Regions from separate parts of the Pan troglodytes genome. Here region 1 is linked to region 2. A link is a contact called in public HiChIP or PLAC-seq data. All regions are on one chromosome and are shown on one strand. The core of a region is the stretch at or near the end of the contact, and the rest is flanking DNA. Distances in the headings are between cores, read along the strand shown. Region 1 holds the start of MST1R (macrophage stimulating 1 receptor). Region 2 holds the start of GMPPB (GDP-mannose pyrophosphorylase B).

Evidence for each region. HiChIP or PLAC-seq counts read pairs in DNA pulled down with a chosen protein or histone mark.
Region 1: an H3K4me3 HiChIP or PLAC-seq map of stem cell-derived excitatory neurons shows a contact between it and region 2, with 6 times the contacts expected there. The contact joins the promoter of MST1R here to the promoter of GMPPB in region 2.

What each region holds. Positions count from the first base shown.
Region 1 is chr2:53,937,838-53,940,834 of NHGRI_mPanTro3-v2.0_pri, reverse strand. MST1R (macrophage stimulating 1 receptor) reads left to right here and starts at 1,426. Exons shown (of 19, transcript XM_063805801.1): 1 at 1,426-1,452; 2 at 1,555-2,997. The coding sequence starts at 1,792.
Region 2 is chr2:53,758,281-53,760,994 of NHGRI_mPanTro3-v2.0_pri, reverse strand. It overlaps GMPPB (GDP-mannose pyrophosphorylase B), which reads left to right and starts at 1,318. Exons shown (of 9, transcript XM_516466.9): 1 at 1,318-1,761; 2 at 1,887-1,967; 3 at 2,057-2,105; 4 at 2,245-2,387; 5 at 2,605-2,714. The coding sequence starts at 1,633. IP6K1 (inositol hexakisphosphate kinase 1) reads left to right here. Exons shown (of 6, transcript XM_001166017.8): 6 at 1-1,042.

The sequences.
Region 1 (2,997 bases), core at 177-2,676, 180 kb before region 2:
CAGATCTGTCTGTTCACCATGTTGGTCTTGAACTCCTGACCTCAAGCGATCCACCCGGCTCGGCCTCCCAAAGTGCTGGGATTACAGGCGTGAGCCACCACGCCCGGTCACATATTTTATTTTAAAAACATTTTTAGCAGTTTTTTTGTTTTGTTGAGTTTTGTTATGTTGCCCAGGCTGGTCTTGAACTCCTAACCTCAAGCAATCCTCCTGCCTTGGCCCCTCAAAGGAGTGCTAGGATTACAGGCATGAGCCACGGTGCCCAGCCCAGAACTACATTCTCATTGAAGAGAATAAGATCCAGCAAGGCCTACAGAGCATGTTGGAAGTGTCCTGAGAGCCAAAGCCCATGATTCCTCCATATCAGGGGGGCACTGGGTAGAGCCAGGAAGGAAGGGGGAGTCCCCAAGGCCCATACTGTGGACCCCATTATACAGCTTCCATATACTTAGGCTGCAGAGGAGGTATGGGCCTCCACTTATGTGCCTCTCTGACTCTGAGGTCCAGTCAGCAAGGCCAGATCCCATCCTAAGACCCTTATGGCCCTGGGAGAGCAGGGCATAACACACCTTCCTCTGACACCATCTTGTCGCTGATAGCTCAGGAGAAGCACATGGAAGAATGGTCCCGGCCGGGCGCGGTGGCTCACGCCTGTAATCCCAACAGTTTGGGAGGCTGAGGCGGGCAGATCACCTGAGGTCAGGAGTTTGAGACCAGCCTGGCCAACACTGTGAATCCTGTCTCTACTAAAAATACAAAATTAGCCGGGTGTGGTGGTGCGCGCCTGTAATCCCAGCTATTCAGGAGGTTGAGACAGGAGGAGGTTGAGGCTGGAGAATCGCTTGAACCTGGGAGGCGGAGTTTGCAGTGAGCCGAGATCGCGCCACTGCAATCCAGCCTGGGCCACAGAGCAAGACTCCTTCTCACAAAAAAAAAAAAAAAGGACAGTCCTTTCCCACAAAGGGTGGCGCCCCATAACATCTCTTGTTAAGTGCCCCACATCTCCCCTCTGGTCTTCCACACAATCCTGGTCTCTGTTCTCCACATGGTGGGCCCCCAGGCCACCTCTGGGCACCAGCCACTGAGGGTGTTGCTACTAAGTGCAAACTAGTTCCACCGCAAGCAAAGAGCCCAGTGTCCTGCCCCCCTTCTCGCTGCGAACCAGTCGGTAGTGGGGGGATGGGATGGGACGGCTCAGACTGGCTCACCTCTCTCCAGGCCACACCATGCACATCCACCCACAGGCCGCTGAGAAAAAGGCGCCAAGACGCCAAGTGAAGGTACAGGAGCCAGGCTTCCAAGGGCCGGAAGAGTCGGATGGGCGGAGGGCCTGGGCTAGGCCACGCCTTCCTCGCGGCCCCGCCCCCACGGCCCGACTCCGCCCGCCCAGCCCGGCGCCCTCGGGTCGGCTGAGCGCTAAGCGCCAGTGTACAGCGGCGGCTGGGGCGGCAGGTGAGGCGGCTGGGGCGTTGCTGTTGTGCGTCCGCAGGCGTCAGGTGCTCAGACCCGAGGGCCGGGAAGGGATTTGGGTTTCACAGGAACCTGGGGCGGCAGGTGAGGCGGCTGGGGCGTTGCTGTCGTGCGTCCGCAGGCGTCAGGTGCTCAGACCCGAGGGCCGGGAAGGGATTTGGGTTTCACAGGAACCTGGGGCGGGGGTCCGCTATCTTGGGGCTGTCGGGACCGCTGCTTAAAGTTGGCCCAGTCCAGACCTCGAGTCGGGCCCCCAGCCAGGCCCACGCCCAGGTCCAGGCCCAGGCCGGTAGGGATCCCCTAGGGTCCCAGCTCGCCTCGATGGAGCTCCTCCCGCCGCTGCCTCAGTCCTTCCTGTTGCTGCTGCTGTTGCCTGCCAAGCCCGCGGCGGGCGAGGACTGGCAGTGCCCGCGCACCCCCTACGCGGCCTCTCGCGACTTTGACGTGAAGTACGTGGTGCCCAGCTTCTCCGCCGGAGGCCTGGTACAGGCCATGGTGACCTACGAGGGCGACAGAAATGAGAGTGCTGTGTTTGTAGCCATACGCAATCGCCTGCATGTGCTTGGGCCTGACCTGAAGTCTGTCCAGAGCCTGGCCACGGGCCCTGCTGGAGACCCTGGCTGCCAGACGTGTGCAGCCTGTGGCCCAGGACCCCACGGCCCTCCCGGTGACACAGACACAAAGGTGCTGGTGCTGGATCCCGCGCTGCCTGCGCTGGTCAGTTGTGGCTCCAGCCTGCAGGGCCGCTGCTTCCTGCATGACCTAGAGCCCCAAGGGACAGCCGTGCATCTGGCAGCGCCAGCCTGCCTCTTCTCAGCCCACCATAACCGGCCCGATGACTGCCCCGACTGTGTGGCCAGCCCATTGGGCACCCGTGTAACTGTGGTTGAGCAAGGCCAGGCCTCCTATTTCTACGTGGCATCCTCACTGGACGCAGCCGTGGCTGCCAGCTTCAGCCCACGCTCAGTGTCTATCAGGCGTCTCAAGGCCGACGCCTCCGGATTCGCACCGGGCTTTGTGGCGTTGTCAGTGCTGCCCAAGCATCTTGTCTCCTACAGTATTGAATATGTGCACAGCTTCCACACGGGAGCCTTCGTATACTTCCTGACTGTACAGCCGGCCAGCGTGACAGATGATCCTAGTGCCCTGCACACACGCCTGGCACGGCTTAGCGCCACTGAGCCAGAGTTGGGTGACTATCGGGAGCTGGTCCTCGACTGCAGATTTGCTCCAAAACGCAGGCGCCGGGGGGCCCCAGAAGGCGGACAGCCCTACCCTGTGCTGCGGGTGGCCCACTCCGCTCCAGTGGGTGCCCAACTTGCCACTGAGCTGAGCATCGCCGAGGGCCAGGAAGTACTATTTGGGGTCTTTGTGACTGGCAAGGATGGTGGTCCTGGCGTGGGCCCCAACTCTGTCGTCTGTGCCTTCCCCATTGACCTGCTGGACACACTAATTGATGAGGGTGTGGAGCGCTGTTGTGAATCCCCAGTCCATCCAGGCCTCCGGCGAGGCCTCGACTTCTTCCAG
Region 2 (2,714 bases), core at 69-2,568:
CCCTTCATTAGTGTAGATAGTCATTCCCTGGTAAGGTGGAGGGTAAGACATAGGGTCTGGAACTGTTTGGGACCTTTTGGGGATGTCCTGTGCCTCCCAGATTCCTAGATTCTGGGAGGAGAGGCTGCCGCATTCTGCTGCTCCTCACAGCGAGCAAAGCTGCACCCACTTACATTCAGTATTTTCCTGGCACTACAAAGAGTGGGAAGGCCTGGGATTTGCTGCTGCTCCCTTAGAGCAGGGCCCCTCTTTTCAGCACTTTGGACACCTGGAGACCCAGCCCTGTTATTTAATGGTAGTGGGCAAGTGTGTGTGCATACTGTCTGCCACTGCTTTCTCCCTGCCCCATGCCAGAGAGCCCTGTCCCTGCCAGGCCCAGCCTTCTTAGCCCCAACTTGGGACCAAAGTGCAACATGGGATCATGGGTTGGGGTGCTCAGGTGAGCCCTCTCTATAGTGCTTCCCTGGGCCAAGCTGACACCAGCCCCTGAGGGTGGGGTGGGACGGGTGGTGCTTAAAAGAGGAAGGGGACCAGTGTAGCAACTTGCCAGGGACCCCACCCCTCCCTCTCTGGGCCTGTGCAATGGGCATGGGGATTCCCATCAAGGGGCCTGGCACCTGTGCTAGTTACGTAGCCGCTGCTCACGCGCTCACTCCTGACCACATGCACGTTCCCTAGATGCAGACTGCTTTGAACTTTAAAGCTGTACAATTTGGTTATGTTTGTGCTGACTTAAAATATATTTTAATGAGGAAAAAATAATGGAGAACCCTGGGAAGGACCTGGTTCTTTTGCTTCCCGGGGAACTGTAAGCCCTCGCGTTCTGGGAATCGCTCTCTGCTGCTCTTTCCTGGAAGCTAAGCCTGTCTCCACCGCCCGAGGCCTGCGCCGGTGGCTCCCGCCGCAGTTGCGTTTGCTTTGGACCTTGCGTGCGGGGGAGGGGGTGCTCGGTCCGAGCCCGCTCCTTTCTGTACACCTAGCGCTGCCCGCCCCGCTTGTGTCCGAGGTCGTGTATGTCAAAAATAAAGCCGCTAGAAACGGAGGCGAGTCTGTCTTTGTGAAAATCCCGTGGCCCGCGAGCCTTCCCTGGTCACCCTTCCTCGGGGCGAGGCCGGGGCTGTGGGGCGAGGCCGGGGCCGTGGGGCGGGGCCGGCGGCTGCTGGACCGCGGCGAAGCAGGGAACAAGGCCTCGCCCTTGGCGCCAGTTCCGCCTTTGGATCCGCCAATGGCCAGCTGACCCGCGGGTCCCGGCCCGGGTCTCCATGGCAGCCCGGCGTACTCGGGCGCTCATTGGCTATGTCTGTCGCAGCGCTGCGCCCCAACGTTCCGACGCCGGCGGCCGTGCCACGTACGCGGCAGCCGATTGGCCCGCGGTGGTCGCGTCACTGCCCGCGCCGGGTCCGGCCTGAGTTCGGGGCCAGCAGCCGTCTACCCGGTGTCGCGTTCTGGGTTGTGGCGGCCCTGGATCCGGCGTCAGGGCGACCGGGCGGACGAGGTGGAGCCAGAGTCTGTCAGGCGGGTTGCTGAAGGGCGCGGGGCCGGGCACGGCGTTGGGAGTGCGCGGCAGGGACCGGCCAGGCGGGCTGCAGGCACCTCAGAGCCCGGGACACCCCCTCAACGTCCGCAGGCGCGATGAAGGCACTGATCTTAGTGGGGGGCTATGGGACGCGGCTACGGCCGCTGACGCTGAGCACCCCGAAGCCACTGGTGGACTTCTGCAATAAGCCCATCTTGCTGCACCAAGTGGAGGCGCTAGCCGCGGTAAGACCCTGGGTCGGGATCAGAGTCGCGTTCGGATCTGGCGGGACTAGGGATGGCCAGCGACTAGGGGTCAGGGGCTCCCGTACCTTCTGACTGAGCCCGCCCGTCGGCCTGCGTTCTGACAGGCAGGCGTGGACCACGTGATCCTGGCCGTGAGCTACATGTCGCAGGTGCTGGAGAAGGAAATGAAGGCACAGGAGCAGAGGGTGAGGCACAGACTCTTGGCCCTTATTCTCGGTCCCCGCCCAACTTCCCATCCTGGTAGAACCTGACTGGGGGGGCCTCTTCCTTCCAGCTGGGAATCCGAATCTCCATGTCCCATGAAGAGGAGCCTTTGGGGACAGGTCAGTAGAGGCAGAAAGGTCCCTTGGGGGAGGGTTTAAGGCCAGGAAAAGGGTAAGACCCAGCCTGAACTGGGCCTGCTGAGCCTGAATCCAGGGACTCAGACCTCCAGCAAGGTGGTGACCTGTCCCCTTCCCCCAGCTGGGCCCCTGGCGCTGGCCCGTGACCTACTCTCTGAGACTGCAGACCCTTTCTTCGTCCTCAACAGTGACGTGATCTGCGATTTCCCCTTCCAAGCCATGGTGCAGTTCCACCGGCACCATGGCCAGGAGGGCTCCATCCTGGTAAGGCGCCAGGTCTTCTTTCTCTTGACACTTTCACCCTCCATGCCCAGCCTCCCATGCCCCCTAGCCTTCATCTGCCTTCGGATGTTATGGATACAGAGCTGTGCAGTATGTATCTTTAAGCACTTGGGGCAGAGTCTCTTGAGATCTGGAACGGCATGTGTATCAAGGCTTAGGAACACTGAACTAGGTCCGAGGTCCCCTTCCTTGCATTCAGGTGACCAAGGTGGAGGAACCCTCCAAGTACGGTGTGGTGGTGTGTGAGGCTGACACAGGCCGCATTCACCGGTTCGTGGAGAAGCCACAGGTGTTTGTGTCCAATAAGAT